Linked DNA regions of Macaca mulatta: region 1 is linked to region 2. The links are chromatin contacts, called in public Hi-C maps. All regions are on one chromosome and are shown on one strand. The core of a region is the stretch at or near the end of the contact, and the rest is flanking DNA. Distances in the headings are between cores, read along the strand shown.

Region 1 (4,305 bases), core at 1,412-3,911, 130 kb after region 2:
TATACTAATGATTGATAATGTCCATGATCATCTCTATATCTAATGTATAACTATTCTTTTTTTTTTTTTTTTTTTTTTTTTTGAGACGGAGTCTCGCTCTGTCGCCCAAGCTGGAGTGCAGTGGCCGGATCTCAGCTCACTGCAAGCTCCGCCGCCCGAGTTTACACCATTCTCCTGCCTCAGCCTCCCGAGTAGCTGGGACTACAGGCGCCTGCCACCTCGCCCGGCTAGTTTTTTTGTATTTTTTAGTAGAGACGGGGTTTCACTGTGTTAGCCAGGATGGTCTTGATCTCCTGACCTCGTGATCCGCCCGTCTCGGCCTCCCAAAGTGCTGGGATTACAGGCTTGAGCCACCGCGCCCGGCCTATAACTATTCTTATTCTAACTATTTTCTTTATTATGCTGAAACAGTTTGTGCCTTCAGTCTCTTGCCTCAGCACCTGGGTAATCTTCCGTCCACAGTCTCCCGCGTCACCGAGTCCCGGTCCTCCTGTCCTCCTACAGGGAGTCCCTACCTCCATCTCCACCCTCACCGAGACTCCACCTTGGTCTCCGCCTTCATTGAATCCCCCACCGTATTAAGACACCAGCCCCATCTAGGCTCACAGAGACCCCGCCCCACTTACCCCAGCTCCCTGTCACCGAGACCCCGCCCCCATCTCGTCCTCACCGAGTCTCCGCCCCCGCCTCTCCCTCACCAATTCCCCGCCCCCGTCTTCCCTTCACCGAGACCCCGTCCCCGTCTCCCCCTCAAGTCCCCGCCCCCGTCTCTCCCCTCACCGAGTCCCCGCCCCCGTCTCTCCCCTCACCGAGTCCCCGCCCCTTCTCTCCCTCACCGAGTCCCCGCCCCCGTCTCTCCCCTCACCGAGTCCCCATCCCCGTCTCTCCGCTCACCGAGACCCCGTCCCCGTCTTCCCTCATCGAGTCCCCGCCCCGTCTCTCTCTCACCGAGTCCCTGCCCCCGTCTTCCCTTCACCGAGTCCCTGCCCCCGTCTCTCCCCTCACCGAGTCCCCATCCCCATCTCTCCGCTCACCGATACCCCGCCCCCCGTCTCCCCTCATCGAGTCCCCGCCCCGTCTCTCCCTCACCGAGTCCCCGCCCGCGTCTCTCCCTCACCGAGTCCCCGCCCGCGTCTCTCCCTCACCGAGTCCCCGCCCGCGTCTCTCCCCTCACCGAGTCCCCGCCCCCGTCTCTCCCCTCACCGAGTCCCCATCCCCGTCTCTCCGCTCACCAAGACCCCGCCCCTGTCTCCCCTCATCGAGTCCCCGCCCCCGTCTCTCCCTCACCGAGTCCCTGCCCCCTCTTCCCCCTCACGGAGACCTCGCCCCCGTCTTCCCTTCCCCGAGTCCCCATCCCTGTCTCTCTCTCACCGAGACCCGCCCCCGCCTCTCCCTCACCGAGTCCCCGCCCCTGTCTCGCCCTCACCGAGACCCCGCCCACTTCTCTGTCCTTCCTGAGACCCCGCCCCTGACATCCCCTCACCGAGTCCCTGCCCTCGTCTCTCCCTCCCCGAGTCGCCGTCCCAGTCTCCCCATCACCGAGTCCCCACCCCCCGCTTCCCCTCACCGAGACCCTGTCCGTCATCGAGTCCCAGTCCTCGTCACCCCCTCACCGAGTCCCGCCCTCTTCTCTCCCCTCACTGAGTCCCCGCCCCCCATCTCTCCCCTCACCGAGTCCCCGCCCCGGTCTCCCTCCCTCCAGGTGGTGAAGGGGCCCCTGAAGCCCCACCTGGTCGCAGACGAAGGTGCAGGGAAAACCAGCGGGTCAGCGACGGTTACTGTGAAGGAGGCGCCGCTCTGCCCACGCGCACTTCTGATTCCTCTCTCCGGGCTCGGAAGCGGCTGAGGGCTCTGGACCGGGTCTCCGAGGCCTGAGGCAGTGGGAGGGGCGGAGTTCGCGTCCTCCACGATCCTGGGGAGAGGTCCCAGTTTCCGCACAGCCGACAGCGATTGGACCCCGTCCTTCTGGCTTCACTGGGGACCGCGGGGCGCAACCCGGCGCGGGCAGGGGGCGGGGGCGGGACCACGATGGAGGGAGTCGATTGGGCGGGACCTCGAAATGCCTCTGCTCGCTTTCCTCTGCATTTATGGGGCTTGTACGAGGATGCGCTGTTTCTGGGTGGTTTGTTATACGGCCGTAGATAACTTGTTACCTGCCGACAACAGCAGTAAAATAACTAGAAATAAATACAACAACAAAGTATGCAATATCTCTTCGGAGAAATGTGTAAAATACTATTGAAAGAGGTCAAAGATAACCTAGATCAATGGATAGATCTTCCTTGTTGATGGATTAGAAGTTTCAATATAAAGAATTATCCTTACTTAATATAGAAAGTTAAGTTTTCTGTCAAAATAACATGTTTTGATGAAGAACCTGATCTATTTATAATAAAATGTATGTATATGGAAGTGCAAAAGGCCAGTAAAACCCAAAACACTCCTGAAGAACTGTTGGCACTTACCCTACAGACATTAAGAAATAGACAGGGCCGGGCGCGGTGACTCACGCCTGTAATTCCAGCACTTTGGGAGCCCGAGGTGGGCGGATCACGAGGTCAGGAGATCGAGACCATCCTTGCTGACACGGTGAAACCCCGTCTCTACTAAAAATACAAAAAATTAGCCAGGCGTGGTAGCGGGAGCCTGTAGTCCCAGCTACTCAGGAGGCCGAGGCAGGAGAATGGCCTGAACCTGGGAGGCGGAGCTTGCAGTGGGCCGAAATCGGGCTATTGCACTCCAGCCTGGGGGACACAGCAAGACTCTGTCTCAAAAAAAAAAAAAAAAAAAAAATTCATAACACAATGACTGTGTTAACAATATTTCTGAAGTTCACCCTAAGTTTTTCTGGTAATTGGGGTGGCCATTTGTGTTAGCTAATTGCCTTTATCCAAATGAAAAATAAAAATTCTTCTATCTTTTTGGCAAGCAGACAGTTTTAGCTTAGAAGCAGGTGCCTAAGGAGATAGAAGTGTGCTATTGATGCAGGTAAGTGCCATGATTGGGGATTCACCCAGGAAAGAATTCAACTGGTGATGTTACACAAGGATCTTCCATTGACTCAGAGTTGCTTTTTCCAGAGTACAGCCAAAACCTAGGCAGTGTGCCTAGAATCAGCATTTTGTACTGTTGGCTAGCTATATTTATACTCACTTTTAATTACATGCAAATTAAGGGGTATGCCATGCAGAACTTTCTTTTTTTTTTTTTTTTTGAGACGGAGTCTCGCTCTGTCGCCCAGGCTGGAGTGCAGTGGCCGGATCTCAGCTCACTGCAAGCTCCACCTCCCGGGTTCACGCCATTCTCCTGCCTCAGCCTCCCAAGTAGCTGGGACTACAGGCGCCCGCCACCGCGCCCGGCTAGTTTTTTGTATTTTTTTAGTAGAGACGGGGTTTCACCGTGTTAGCCAGGATGGTCTCGATCTCCTGACCTCGTGATCCGCCCATCTCGGCCTCCCAAAGTGCTGGGATTACAGGCATGAGCCACCGCGCCCGGCCCCCATGCAGAACTTTCTAGAAAGGAGGCTGTAACTTCCAGGTCGTTGTTATGGAAGTGAATGGTAACTTTCATGTTGTTGCCATGGTACTTATAAACTGTCATGGCTCTGGTAGGAGTGTCTTACCCTAATGAGTAAGGAGAGCAACTAGAGATGGCTTTTGGTGCCATCTGCTGGTTCCAGGTGGTTTCTTCACTTTATCCTGTAGGGACCAGGAAATGAAGCAAGTCCTGCCCAGTCTCCTACCTCACTGTGGTCAGAATGTTGTATGTTGTGTGTGTCCTCCCCGCAGGCCACCACCCCGCAAAGCCAAATGCGTAAATCTTAACCCTGGAGGTGATGATATTAGGATGTGAGGCCTTAGGGAGGTGATTAGATCATGAGGGCGGGACCTTCGTTAATGGATTTACTAGCCAGCTTGTCCAAGTCGCCTTGTTATTGTTGTCTTGTTTTGTTTTGTTTTAGTCTTGTAGCAGCCGAAGCCATGGTTTTTAGTTTCTGTCTCTAGTGATAAGTGGAAAAGAGGGATGAGGAAGGGGCTTTACTGGCCCAACCAGAAACAAAAACTAATAACCCATAACTGTATTCTTGAACACCCCTGTATGGGATTGGCTGTGGAGACATTCTCAACCTATCACCTGGGGATTATGAGGTATGAGGTAGGAAATGTCTTTGTGTTTAAGGAGGGACTGTTCCTAATGTCCACGTTGATTCCAACTGAAGACGTTAAAGTCTAGAGTCTGTGGGAAAAGGAAGAAGCTTAATTGAATGTCTTTCTTTTTTCTTTTCTTTTCTTTCTTTTTCTTTTT
Region 2 (4,101 bases), core at 506-3,005:
TCACTCAATAACAAAAGTATTAATGACAGTAACTGACATTTACTGAGGACTGATATGCCAGAAGTAGCTCTAGTAGCTTTATATATACATGCTAACTTAATTACAACCATCCTTCCCAATAGCTATCATTACATCTATCCTCTCTCTCTCTCTCTCTCTCTATTGAGACAGGGTCTTACTCTGTTGCCCAGGTTGAAGTGCAATGGCACCAACACGACTCTCTGTAGCCTAAACCTCTGGGGCTCAAGTGATCCTCCCACCTCAGCCTCCTGAATAGCTGGGACCACAGGTAGGCATCATCACTCCTTATTATTATTATTATTATTATTTTGAGACAAAGTCTCACTCTGTTGCCCAGGCTGGAGTGCAGTGGCGCGATCTCGACTTACTGCAACCTCTGCCTCCCAGGTTCAAGCGATTATCAGGCCTCAGCCTCCTGAGTAGTTGGGATTACAGGTATGCACCAGGATGCCTGGCTAATTTTTGCGTTGTTTTTTTTTTTTTTTTGAGACGGAGTCTCGCTCTGTCGCCCAGGCTGGAGTGCAGTGGCCGGATCTCAGCTCACTGCAAGCTCCGCCTCCCGGGTTCACGCCATTCTCCGGCCTCAGCCTCCCGAGTAGCTGGGACTACAGGCGCCCGCCACCTCGCCCGGCTAGTTTTTTGTATTTCTTAATAGAGACGGGGTTTCACCGTGTTAGGCAGGATGGTTTCGATCTCCTGACCTCGTGATCCGCCCATCTCGGCCTCCCAAAGTGCTGGGATTACAGGCTTGAGCCACCGCGCCCGGCCGAATTTTTGCGTTTTTAGTAGAGACGGGGTTTCGCCATGTTGGCCAGGCTGGTCTCGAACTCCTGGCCTTAAGTGATTCTTCTACTTCAGCCCCCCAAGTAGCTGGGACTACAGGTGCACACCACTGGGTCCGGCTATTTTGTATTTTTAGTAGAGACAGGGTTTCACCAGGTTGCCCAGGCTGGTCTCAAACTCCTGGGCTCAAACAATCCTCCTGACTTGGCTTCCCAAAGTGCTGGGATAATAAGCATGAGCCACCATGCCTGGCCCATTACCTCTATTTAATACTGAAAAAACCTACATTCAAACAACCCTAGTAATTGGTCTGATATTTGTCCCTAGAGCCTAATCTCCTGTGGATGCTGTTACCCCTCAATATGACCAGAAGACAGTTCAGACCTGCACAGAACAATTCAGTAGTCACCAGCCATGTGTGTTATTAACTTCACTATGTACCTAAGATAACTGAAGAACAGAATTTAAAATTTTCAAAAGTTGGCCGGGTGCGGTGGCTCACACCTATAATCCCAGCACTTTGGGGGACCGTGGCAGACAGATCACCTAAGGTCAGGAGTTCAAGACCAGCCTGGCCAACATGGCAAAACCGTCTCTACTAAAGATACAAAAAGTAGCCGGGCGTGGTGGCACTTGCCTGTAATCCCAGGTACTCGGAAGGCTGAGGCAGGAGAACTGCTTGACCCAGGAGGCAGAGGTTGCAGAGGTTGCAGTGAGCTGAGTGTGCAGCCTCTCGGAACTGGCTGCGCAGGGAGGACCGATAGTCCCTGGAGAAGCGAGCGAAGTGAACCGGCTGCGGGAGGCTCCTGCGCGACGGCGCGCAATCATTCCTTTGCCGCCCCCTGCTATCTACGGAACCGCCAAGCAGGCGGAACTCACCACAGCCGCGGCTGACTCCGCCACCATAAAGGCGAAACTCCACTGACCGAGAGGAGCCAGCGCCGGAAAAGATGGCGGTGGTGCGCTGACGTCACTTCCGCTTCGAGCCTCTGGCCGGGCGGGGCTCGTGGGCTCGAGTTTCAAACACAGAAATTCTGGTTTCCTCCCGGGTGGGTGCGGAGAAGGCCTGGGGTTAGCACAGGGAGGAGGATGCAGAAATAGATCCAGAGAAAACATTGAGGTTAAAACCGGGCCTCCGGACGGAACTGTGGGCGAGGGGTGTGGCCCGTACTCGGGGGCGGTTTAGAGGTGGGACCGGGCCTAGCAGGCGGTGCAGGCGGCTGGTCGGGCTGGAAGGGCGGGGATGAGGGATTGGACGCATCCCAGGGGATGCTCCTTTAAAGCTTTTCTCGGGAGAGCGCAGTGGCTCACGCCTGTAATTCCTGCACTTTGGGAGACTAAGGCAGGTACACATCTTGAGTCTGCTGGGAACTGGTGCTTAGTTTGGCAAAATCAACACTGAGACAAAGGATCTCAGCAAGGCTAGTTTACTTTCTGCAGAATGGGTGCCACTGGCTAGCAGTTTTGCCACCAGAGCACACACTAACAAAAGAGACAGGGTTATTTAAACTTGACGTGTCCACTCTACTGCTGTGTCCATCTTCCATTGGCCAGAACAGGACCTCACCTTCTATACATGACTGGATTGGCTAGCTACTTAGAACTTCCCACAAGAGGCAAAGGCAGAGGAGAACAAAGGAAGAGAGGAAATAACTTGTGGACTGTTGAAAGAGGCAAAAACACTTCTAAATAAAGGAATAGGCCATGACCTAATGCTTGCTCGGACCAGTTCAGGCATGCCCGGGCAAATATCTAGGCTAAGATGTGGGAGCTAAGAACACAGAGTATATTGATTTCTTTATTACAGCTGGTAGAATTTAAGAATATTACCACAGCCGGGCGCGGTGGCTCAAGCCTGTAATCCCAGCACTTTGGGAGGCCGAGACGGGCGGATCACGAGGTCGGGAGATCGAGACCATCCTGGCTAACATAGTGAAACCCCGTCTCTACTAAAAAAATACAAAAAACTAGCCGGGCGAGGTGGTGGGCGCCTGTAGTCCCAGCTACTCAGGAGGCTGAGGCAGGAGAATGGCGTGAACCCGGGAGGCGGAGCTTGCAGTGAGCTGAGATCCGGCCACTGCACTCCAGCCTGGGCGGCAGAGCGAGACTCCGTCTCAAAAAAAAAAAAAAAAAAAAAAAAGAATATTACCACAGATCTTTCAGAAAATTTGGCTTCTAAGAGAGATTACTATTTATTTTCAGACTGGGAGGAAAGTCCCTTTGAAGAGGAACCGCTATTTCATTTTCTACAAGTCCAAGAGTTTGAGACCAGCCTGGGCAAAGTAGCAAGACCCTGTCTCTAGTTATGTATGTATATGTGCATACATATATATGGTGTGTGTGTATACATATATATATGTTTGAAATGCTTGTTCCTCGGTGCCATGAAGAAATAGCACTTGAACATTAATTTAATTTACTCAGCAAGGACGTTTTTAGTTCCTACAGAAAGGGTACACTCACCAGCAGTTTTGCCACGAGAGTACACCAAACAAAGGAGACAGGGTCGTTTATAACCTGATGCTTCCACCCTACTGCTGTATTCGGTTTCCGTTGGCTGGAACGGGACCTCACATTCTATATTTGTCCTGATTGCCTAGCAACTTGTCACTTTTTAAAAGAGGCAAAGGTAGACGAGAACAAAGGAAGGAGGAAGTAACTTGTGGAATGCTGAGAAGGGTCAAAACACCTTCAAATAAGGAAAAGGAACAGGCTATGACCTAATGCTTGTTTGGACCAGTATAAGCATGCCAGGGCAAATATTTAGACTAAATTGTGGGAACTAAGAACATAAAGTACATTGATATCTTTATAACGGCTAGCAGATATTTGAGAATGTTAGCACAGGTCTTTGAATAAATTTTGCTTCTAAGAGAAGTTACTATTTATTTCTAATTAAATGGGAAGGAATGTCTTTGAAGAGGAACCTCTAATTTAGTTTTTAGATATAAATATAAAGCTTGTTTGTATGTCTCTCCTCATGTTCCTAGAGCCTTTCCATGATTCTTCCATATTGATAAACCTGTCAGTGAATGGCATGGTCTGTCTCTTCCATTCAGTCAGGCTTTCTGTAGGCCTTTATTTCTTCATTCTTTATTTTTTAAAACCTGCTGATTGCATTCTGTTTTGTTTCTTGCTGCTTGCTTGCTTGCGACAGATCTCACTGGATCTGGCCAGGATGGAGTGCAGTGGCCTGATCTCAGCTCACTGCAACCTCCGCCTCCCAGATTCAAGCGATTCTCCTGCCTCAGCCTCTGCAGTAGCTGGGATCACAGGTGCCTGTCACCATGCCCAGCT

Evidence for each region. Hi-C and Micro-C count contacts between places; a contact is called where the count stands out from the background.
Region 1: a contact with region 2 is called in a Hi-C map of blood, with 5 times the contacts expected there. The contact joins the promoter of ZNF846 here to the promoter of LOC714188 in region 2. A contact is called at or near these places in 4 of 14 Hi-C or Micro-C datasets (CD4 T cells, blood, fetal cortex germinal zone and 1 more).

The regions. Positions count from the first base shown.
Region 1 is chr19:10,497,629-10,501,933 of T2T-MMU8v2.0, forward strand. It overlaps ZNF846 (zinc finger protein 846), which reads right to left and starts at 2,662. Exons shown (of 7, transcript XM_015122808.3): 1 at 2,466-2,662; 2 at 1,730-2,153.
Region 2 is chr19:10,366,151-10,370,251 of T2T-MMU8v2.0, forward strand. LOC714188 reads right to left here and starts at 1,756. Exons shown (of 6, transcript XM_077977223.1): 1 at 1,442-1,756.